Linked DNA regions of Mus musculus: region 2 is linked to region 1. Evidence: chromatin contacts called from public Hi-C data. All regions are on one chromosome and are shown on one strand. The core of a region is the stretch at or near the end of the contact, and the rest is flanking DNA. Distances in the headings are between cores, read along the strand shown. Region 1 overlaps Gm13547 (predicted gene 13547). Region 2 holds the start of Cercam (cerebral endothelial cell adhesion molecule).

Region 1 (4,759 bases), core at 1,355-3,854:
GTGGCTGCCACAGGTCAGAGCTCCAGAGGGAACTAGGTCCTTGGGTGTTCAGGAAGGAGACCCTGCAGCTCCTGCTTTGAGCTCTGGCCCTTCAGAATGCTACCAGGTGGCCTGAAGCCTGGGCAGGCATGTCTGTACCCCAGTAGCTCCCAGCATGTGCGACTGTCCTGTGCCTGCTGCTCTGCTACCCCGCTTGCCCCGTCCCCTCATGTCCATGGGGCACATGGGCTGCGCTGCCAGACAGGCTAAAGAACAGGTGTGGTGGGTGTGCTCACACCCTGGAAATCTCAGAGATCTAAGATGGTAGGAGAGGATCTGTCCCCTCACAGCCTCTCATGCCTGCTCTGAAACATGTAACTACACCACTGAGAGGACCACGGGCAGTCAGCCATAGAATGCAGCATATGGAGTCCTTCCCCCATGCAAATGGTAGAGCATCACCAACATCCCAAACTTGGCCAATACGAAACCTTTACCTGCCCCACCCCATCCCATCCCACCCCACTCCCCAAGGTTCTTGTAGTCCCTGTCCACATGGAATAAAGCACACAAGTTACTTCACCAAGGATCGTTTGAAAGTGGCTGTCTTTACTGAGCTGTAACGCTGGAGAAGAATTCTCTCTCTCTCACAGAGCCTTTATCATTGGATCTTGGACCCGCCTGGCTGGCCAGGTTCCCACTGCCTGCAGAGGCTCACATCAGAGTGGCAGCAGCTCACACCACCAGTGCAAGCCACCCAAACTCCTTTTTTCCCTCTTTTAAGAGCTGGGAAACTCCCAGCATTCCCAGCTGAACCAGAGTCCAGTGGATGTTCATGCCAAACTGCGCTTTGCCATCCTCGGTCTGGTGTGCAGATATGTCTGATACCCTAGAGGGAAGTGGGCAGACTGTGGACCACGAATGTCCATGGCAGTGAGGAGCCTCTCTCCCACGTGGTCTTCTAATCCTTCACCCCTGCTCTGTTCTGTGACAGGTGCCCACGGATGGCACTGCTCCTGCACCGCCAACCACTGATGACACTATGTTTCTTGGTGTCGTTCCCTGCCCAGATGCTGATCTCATTAGTCGGGTATCACTTCAGGTTTGTGCTTCTCCCCTTTGCCTGCCACCCTCCTGTCTGCTTCCCAAAGGACTCCCAGAGTTCTATAGACTCTCTACTCTGTTTAGATAGCTTGGTTCAGGTGCTGCTCCTGGAGCCTGGCATGGGGAGGCCAAGATGGAGAACATTTGGGATGATGGGTGTTGAGATGAATTTGGCCTACTGTGTCCCTGTGTGACAGTAAGCAGAAGCTAAATAATGCTAGCTTATTTCTTTCTACCCATACAGAGCCATGATGCTGGCAATTGCTCTAACCTCATGGAGGAGACCAAGTAAGTGTTCCCTACTGAGGGAGTCGGGGCAAGCCTCTGCCCATGAGCCCTGTTCCCATCAAACTACCTGCACCCCTGATCTCATGTCTCCTCCCTTAGGACTTTCTCATCGACTGAGAGTCTGCAACAACTTTCTCAACAGCTCAATGGCCTTGTGTCTGAGATACCACAGGACTGGGACCCAGAAAGAAGGTAGAGAGGAAAGGAAAGTATGTTAGAAAATGAGGTGGGATTCTCAAGAGACTAATTCATGAGAGGCTCTTGTCATACTGGAGAAGACTTGGATTTGGACCACAATGGGCAACGTGATTTTTATCCTGGTGTGGTTTGAGGTGACAGCTGTTGAACGGTGAGGTTGATCCATGGCGGGAAAAGAGCCATAAGGAGTGGCACAAAGGGGGTGTGAGTGAGCAGAAAAGGAGATTCTGCTAATTGAGGGGGAAGTAGGAGGCTGCAGGGATTAGACATTGAGGGTCACAGAGCACCTCCATGTGAGGTATTGTCTCTCCTAGTCTACATCCTACATCAACGGGGAGGGCCTCACATCTTCCAACATGAATGCCTGGACCATGGATTAGGACCCTGTCTCAAAACTGTCATGGGGGAAGGGGGCTTGGAATGTAGCTCAGTGACTACATTCTTATCTACTGAGCACAAGGCTCTGGGCTCAATTCCCAGAAACAAAATAGAAAATGAGACGCCACCGGGCATGGTGGTGCATGCCTTTAATCCCAGCACTTGGGAGGCAGAGGCAGAGGCAGGCGGATTTCTGAGTTCGAGGTCAGCCTGGTCTACAGAGTGAGTTCCAGGACAGCCAGGGCTATACAGAGAAACCCTGTCTTCAAAAGAGAGAGAGAGAGAGAGGCCATGGGATCACAAGAGCATGTTTGAGCAATACTTAACCAATCTGAGACCCTTGGGAACAAACACTGACATCTGTACAACAGAAAGACAGACAGACAGCAGTGCTGTGGACAGTCCCAACTGGAGACAGTATGTACAGAAGCCAGAGACAGGAATAACGTTTAGTTGAGAAGCGAACAGGAATAGAGGCAGGCAGGCTGGTCCACTCAGATCCTTGGAGTGATACAAGAACCTGGCCCAACTGCATCTTAACCAAGCTCTGCCTTTGCACATATCACCAGTACCAAGGGCACTGGGGAAGAAAACATCCCAGATCCAGGTCTGTGTGAGAACAGCTTTCTCATGTGCCATAGCAAGCACTAGCCTCCAGGGGGCAGTGTCCACCTAGTGATGTGCCCATCAGCTGGGTAGCCTCTCTTCTGTGGGCTTCTCCAATCCAGTCTGTGCCATCCAATGGCCACAAGCTGGATCTTTCAGCTTTCTTTCCAGGAGTCTCAAGGGAGCAGGAAGGGGTCACCTGGTTGGAAAATCGAGGCTGACAGAGAAGGCATGTATATTATACACTGCCTCACTATACCCACTGTAAACCCTACTTGAAAACATTTGAGAGTCAGGTATGATGGCTCACACCTGTGATTTCAACTCCAGAGACTGAGAAAAGAAAGAAGCAGAGTTCAGGGCCAGTCCTGCCCTCCCTACATGGCCAGGCCCTGTCCAAAAATAAAAATAAATTACCCCAGTGAGTGCCAAAGAAGCTGATGTGAGCAGATCGCTTCCATAGATTGAGACCCGCCTGGGTAAGCAAGTGGAGAGCCTATCTCCAGATTTAATAGCTGGGCTGGAGTTCAGCCCAAAGCCTGTATTCCCAGCATCCCTCTACAGAACTGGAAAGAGGACTTGGAGCTTGGGAAGAGGGGGTTCAGCTCCAGAGCCACTACCCACCAACTGGTAGCAGGTAACTCCAGCTCTGGCAACTTCTCTCCCTCTTCTGCCCCCTGTGGGCACTCGAGTTTACATATCCAAATTTTTAAAAATAAAATTTTCTTTAAAAACTATAATTTTATTGCTGATAGGACCTTGATATAGCTATCTCTTGTGAGGCGATGCCAGTGCCTGTACAGAAGTGGATGCTCACAGTCATCTATTGGATGGAACACAGGGCCCTTAATGAAGGAGCTAGAGAAAGTACCCAAGGAGCTGAAGGAGTCTGCAACCCTATAGGAGGAACAACAACATGAACTAACCAGTACCCCCTCCCCCCCAGAGCTGTGTCTCTAGGTGCATATGTAGCAGAGGATGGCCTAGTCGGCCATCAATGGGAGGAGAGGCCCTTAGTCTTGCGAAGATCATATGCCCCAGTACAGGCCAGGAATCGGGAATGGGTGGGTTGGGGAGCAGGGCAGGGGGAAGGTATAGGGGACTTTCAGGATAGCATTTGAAATGTAAATGAAGAAAATATCTAATAAAAAAACCTAAAATTTTATGTCTCATCCCGAACCTGTGGCACTCAGGACAAAAGTGCATTATAATCTCCACTCATCCCAGACAGCCAGAAGGTTCGAGACCTCTGAGTGCCATGTGGTGGGACCATCAAACTGCACCCTCTCTAGCCTTTCTCAAGAGACAAGTACACTTCAGTGACAGCGTGACAGGAGCCAGACAAAGCACCCAGCTTCATGGTGAGGAGGAGTTGGAGCCTCCCAGCCTGGTCCTGAGGCACTGTAAGGAAAGGTCCTCCAGGAAGGCAGAAGCAGAGGTGAGTGGCAGTCACACACCCAAACCAGTCGCCTTCAGGACTGCAATAACCAACGTTTACACAAGTCTGTGGCTCAGCCAGGCCTGTGCACCTCACCTGAGGCACCTCATTGACCCCAACAATGGAGCAAGGTCTTGTGGAGCAGTCCAGCCCCAGACTGAGCCAGCTGAGTACAGAGAGCGAGGCTCGTTACATCTGATACATAGTGTCTGACTCGAGCTGCCTCCCCAGCAGAGGCTAGCCTTTCAAATGGTGTGGTGTGCTACACACTTAATTCCAGCACTTGGGAGGTGGAGATGGGGGGGGGTGGAATCTTTGTGAGTTCAAGGCCAGCCTGGTCTACATAGCATATTCCATGAGTGCCAGGGCTAGGTAACAAGACCCTTTATTTAGAATGAGGAGAGATCTTGTGACAAGGTTCTCATGTAGCCCAGGATGGTTTGAACACATCCCTCCTTCCTCCATCTCCCAAGTGCTGAAACAGCGCTCAGATGCCTAGTTCCTGTCCAAGGGGAGGGACGCATGGAGGGTGGAAGGATCCACAATTTCTCTAAGCCCTTAGACATGAGGTCTTAGTCGCAAACCTCTGCCATGCTTTGTAGAAGTTGTCTGGGGGTTGGAGGATGGCTCAGCAGTTAGAAACACTGGTGGCTCTGGCTACTCATACAGGGACTGAGTTCAATCCCCAGCACACACACAAGACAGCTCACAAGTGCCTATAACCCCAGTCCTAGGTTGTTAACTTGTAATGTTTGTAAATGCTCCCAT
Region 2 (4,596 bases), core at 1,605-4,104, 100 kb after region 1:
TTCTCTACAAGAACAGTCAGTGCTTTTTAACTGCTGACACTGTTTTTCAGCCCCACTTTTTTTTTTTTAAAGATTTATTTATTATATATAAGTACACCGTAGCTGTCTTCAGATGAACCAGAAGAGGGCGTCAGATCTCATTATGGATGGTTGTGAGCCACCATGTGGTTGCTGGGATTTGAACTCAGGACCTCTGGAAGAGCAGTCAGTGCTCTTAACCACTGAGCCATCTCTCCAGCCTCTTTATTTTTTAAAGATGTATTTATTTTATGTATATGAGCACACTGTAGCTGTCTTCAGACACACCAGAAGAGTGTATTGGATCCCATTACAAATGGTTGTGAGCCACCGTGTGGCTGCTGGGAATTGAACTCAGAACCTCTGGAAGAGCGGTCAGCGCTCTTAGCTGCTGAGCCATCTCTCCAGCCCCCCACTTTTTATTAATTGATTATTGTTGAGACAAAATCCCACTGTAGCTCAGCCATGACATCCTCCTGCCTCGGGTTCTCAAGCTCTAGAATTACAAGTGTGATCTACCAGGCTATGTCTGAGCCTCAGGCCTGGTGCCTGAGGAAGCCAGAAGCCTTTGTATCTCCTAGAACTAGAATTACAGATGGTTGTTAGCTGACAAATGGGTTCTGGGAATTGGTCCTTTGTAAGAGCAGCCAGTGCCCTTAACCCCTGAGCCATCTCTCCAGTCTCTCCTCTGTCTCAGTACCATGACACTGGTGATTAGGTTTCAGATATGAGTGTTGCAGGGTGGAGGTGGGGTCACAAGCACTCTGACCACAGCACCCCTGTCACTAATAGAGTGGGCAGTGGCTCTGGGTGAGTAGGATGGGGACAGCTTTAGAGAGAATCCACAATGGGGACCAGCAATCCCTGTGCCGGAGACTGCCATGCAAAAGAGAGGACGCTGCCTTCCCCCTTCCCTCCAGGATGTTTTCATGGGCCCTTCTCATTGCAGGACCATTGGCCTGGAAAGAGTCCAACAGGAAGCTGTGACCAAAGCCAGGGTAGAGATCTGAGTCCAGTGTCCAGCCCCCGGGAGACTGTTCATCATCAGGTAAGCGCTTTCGTTGTTGAACCTGCTCCTTCCATCCTCTCTCAATAGAGGGAGTGTGTCCTTCCACTTTCCTAGTGTCCCGAAGAGCTAAAGAGCAGCTCTATCTAGGAAAGCAGACCATTCAGGCAGAGGGAAGGTAGATGGATGCAGAGGCCTGGCTCAGGCTCCCTACCCAGAGAGAGAGAGAGAGCGCGCCTCAAGTGCATTCATGCTCAAGGTCTCCCTGTAGCAAACCTTCACATTAGCCATCATCAGTCAGGTTTTACCTGTGAGAATCAGGAGACTCAGGGAAAGTGACTGTCAGAGATTGGTGACAGATACCCAGCAAGAATATCTTAAGCCCCTTTCCCTCATCCTTTTTTCTCTCCTAAGAGAGGTTGGAGATTCCCTTTCATTCTAACAGAGTCCCAAGATTTGCTCTGTCCCAAAGGAGGCTGTATCTCCTATTTTGGAAGCGGGATGGGTTGCCATCAGAGGTTCTGTGGTGACCCCTAAGTCCTACCCTCAGTCGGAGTGGGCTCTGCTTTATTATTACCATCATTATCATTATTATTTATTTGTTTAAAGACTTATTTATTTATTATATGTAAGTTCACTGTAGCTGTCTTCAGACACTCCAGAAGAGGGCGTCAGATCTTGTTACAGATGGTTGTGAGCCACCATGTGGTTGCTGGGATTTGAACTCCGGACCTTCGGAAGAGCAGTCAGGTGCTCTTACTCACTGAGCCATCTCACCAGCCCTTATTTATGTTTTAATGTTGTTCCCCTTCCCAGTCCTCCCTCCAGGATCTCCCCAATCCCACCTCCCTCCCCTTCGCCTTTAAGAGGGAGCTCAACCACCCACCCACCCGTTGTTCCCTCCTCACCCTTCTAGTATCCTCCTTCTTGGCGCATCAAGCCTCCACAGGACCAAGTGCATCCCCTCCCAAATAACTCTTCTTTCAAAAGAAAAAACAAACACATTGTGTCAAACGAAATGCTCCTCAGAGTCAATGTGATGATGTTGCTTAGGTCTTATTTGGGAAGTTAAAGATGCAATCTTTAATTTTATTGTATTAAAAAGCAATTGAAGCCGGGCGGTGGTGGCGCACGTTTTTAATCCCGCACTTGGGAGGCAGAGGCAGGTGGATTTCTGAGTTCGAGGCCAGCCTGGTCTACAAAGTGAGTTCCAGGATAGCCAGGGCTACACAGAGAAGAAACCCTGTCTCGAAACAAACAAACAAACAAACAAACAAACAAACAAAGCAATTGAAAGAAGGGCTTTGCTTTAAGGGCCGGAGCCTGCGGAGGTGATGCGAGGTCGCGGAAGTGGCCAGATCAGCTGCACTCAGTCCTCTCCCCCAAGCTTGGGCTTGCTCTCCAACTCATCGCGTCATCTGCTGGGTATGTGGAGTTACTGCCTCAGGCCGCCAGAGGGCGTCTCAGATGGAGCAGGGGGCGGGAACCTGGGCTCCTCGCGAAGACTGCAGCCTCCACGGCTGAGAGGCAGAGAGCCGGGAATCCCGGGTGTCAGTATTCCAGGAGTGAGATGAACGCCCATGGTACAAGCGGTCCACCATGGCCCACGGATCCTTCCTTCCGTGCCAACGCCTTCCGAGGTCCACACGGAGAAGGCGGACCCCAGGACGCGTCTGGAGCAGGTGCCTAACCCTGGACCTCTAGGGCCTGGGCGGAGAAGAGGACAGCGGAGCGTACAGGCGCCTAAGAGGGGCGCAGGGGCCCCAAGGCAGTAACCACGCCCCTCTAAGACCCCGCCTCCATGCCCCGCCCATCCCGCCCCCTCCCTACTGTGGTGGGAAACCCGGGGCCCTCCACAGCCACCGAGTCCCGCCATGCACGTTGCGCGGCTCCTACCTCTGCTGCTCCTGTTGGGGCAGCAGCTCCGGGCTGCCAGTGTCACAGAGCCGACGCTACCCACCGTGGTCCTTGCCATCCTGGCCCGCAATGCTGAACACTCTCTGCCCCACTACCTGGGTGCGCTGGAGCGCCTGGACTACCCCCGGGCCAGGCTGGCCCTCTGGTGAGAGATCCAGGGGTGGGTGCATATGGGCATCAAGCCCCAGGACCCAGGAAGGCTTTTGACCTGGAGGCCTCATTACTTCTGCCCAGACACAACCCGAACAAGCTCCTCCCTCCCAGACAGCCCTTCAACAGTATTCCTAGACCCCGCGGGGCAAGAATAGACCTCTGAGGCCAGGGTTCAGCCCAGGGACACTCACCCCTCCTTTGGGCTCCCTACATGTCTCGGGCGTCCCCGGCTTCCCGGGTTTCCCCTGGGTTTCAGTTAGGCCTGTCCTTTCTGACCTAGCCCTTGGGGCTCGGCAGTACATCGCAGTAAAGACCTGTGGTCTGCCTGATGTGCGGTAGAACAGACTGAACCTCTGGAATCCCCTGGGGCCCAGCATAGAAAGGATCAGTCAGACTGGAGGTTTCTAGAGAGCAGGTGGAGGGAACCCTCAGCTCCAGGCGGCATGCTCGGGTGCCCTTCTGAGTGGTACTGCTAAGCTTCTCTGGGTAGAGAGAGGGGCTGGCTGGTTCTGATAGCCAAGGGTGTGGTCTCATGGGACGCTGGGATCAGAGGTTGCAGTACCCTGTCTAAAAAAGTCAAAACAGGGAGGAGCCTGAGCAGAGGCTGGAGATAGAGTACTCCTCACAGCACACCAAAGTTGGGCTGGGGTGGAGCTGTGGCCTGGGGAGGCTGCCCACAGCCACCACACTTGGGGAGTTAGTTAGTTCCCACCCCTGTAAGACTTGACACGTAGTTCTGGGGAATTGGCTTAAAGGAACAGCATCGCCTAAAACCTGGGCTCTTGGCTAAGCCTTCCACCTCCATTACTAGAGCCCCCTCCCCAGCAGAGGGAAAGCTGTGCTCCATGGTAACAGAACTTGGATCACCACTAACACTTCTCAGGGGTTGTCGGAGCATGGTGTGAGCCTAATTACAGCTGGGGGGAGTTAGGTAAGGAGAGAAAGGCAATGACTGTTTTGTCTGATTCTGAGCTGGAAAAGGCCTGATGTGTGGAGCCATGAAGAGGGACGGAAGTGAAGGGACGTGGCAGGTGCAATCTTTAAGCTCAAGGGACTTTTCAAGTGCACTCAGGCCGAGGATGGCTCAGGGGTCAGGGGCTTGCTTGATGTGTACAAGTCTCTGGGTTCAATTCCCACAGTACAATGCACAAAATTAGAAGGACAGACGTGAAGCACAGAGAGGCATGGACCTTGCCTGAGGCTACACAGGACATCCTCCAGCACCTCCACTGGAGCGCACAACTCTGCCCCATCGCTCTCAGGACAGTCATTCTGTGTTGTGCTCACAGGTGTGCCACAGATCACAACATGGACAACACCACAGGGATGCTCCGGGAATGGCTGGCTGCTGTGGGTCGGGACTATGCGACTGTCGTCTGGAAGCCTGAGGAGGAGGCCAGGTGGTTAACCGAGGGCAAGGGTACTGGAAGATGGTGAACAGCTATTCCCCAGGGCACAGCCCCCAGAGCACGCATGTCTATTCTATGCAGAGAACGAGAGGC

The links. A called contact is a pair of places that touch in the nucleus more often than the background predicts.
Region 2: a contact with region 1 is called in a Hi-C map of bone marrow-derived macrophages, with 64 read pairs. The contact joins the promoter of Cercam here to the enhancer-like site in region 1. A contact is called at or near these places in 11 of 39 promoter capture datasets (the 3T3-L1 cell line, the HPC-7 cell line, HPC-7-derived erythroid cells and 5 more), 5 of 15 datasets of contacts at CTCF or cohesin (CD8 T cells, embryonic stem cells, large pre-B cells and 1 more), 130 of 484 Hi-C or Micro-C datasets (B cells, the Ba/F3 cell line, the C2C12 cell line and 57 more), 25 of 115 datasets of contacts at active chromatin or transcription factors (the 230-238 cell line, the HPC-7 cell line, the SCID.adh cell line and 13 more) and 5 of 9 other capture datasets (adipose tissue, embryonic stem cells, liver and 2 more).

What each region holds. Positions count from the first base shown.
Region 1 is chr2:29,762,422-29,767,180 of GRCm38.p6, forward strand. It overlaps Gm13547 (predicted gene 13547), which reads left to right. Exons shown (of 4, transcript NM_001177392.1): 2 at 974-1,081; 3 at 1,328-1,371; 4 at 1,471-1,668. The coding sequence ends at 1,567. It also overlaps a transcript of Trub2 not described here. Among named protein-coding and RNA genes, the nearest start is that of Gm13547, 3.3 kb to the left of the region's middle. Within about 2 kb of position 2,605, at least 6 of the 459 cell types and tissues checked have an H3K27ac peak or open chromatin away from gene starts, as enhancers often do. A contact at or near this core is called in bone marrow-derived macrophages and granulosa cells, where this site is marked.
Region 2 is chr2:29,866,640-29,871,235 of GRCm38.p6, forward strand. It overlaps Cercam (cerebral endothelial cell adhesion molecule), which reads left to right and starts at 2,855. Exons shown (of 12, transcript NM_207298.2): 1 at 2,855-3,086; 2 at 4,384-4,494. The coding sequence starts at 2,899. 2600006K01Rik (a long non-coding RNA gene) reads right to left here and starts at 3,772. Exons shown (of 3, transcript XR_003954007.1): 1 at 2,921-3,772; 2 at 1,933-2,731; 3 at 1,712-1,756.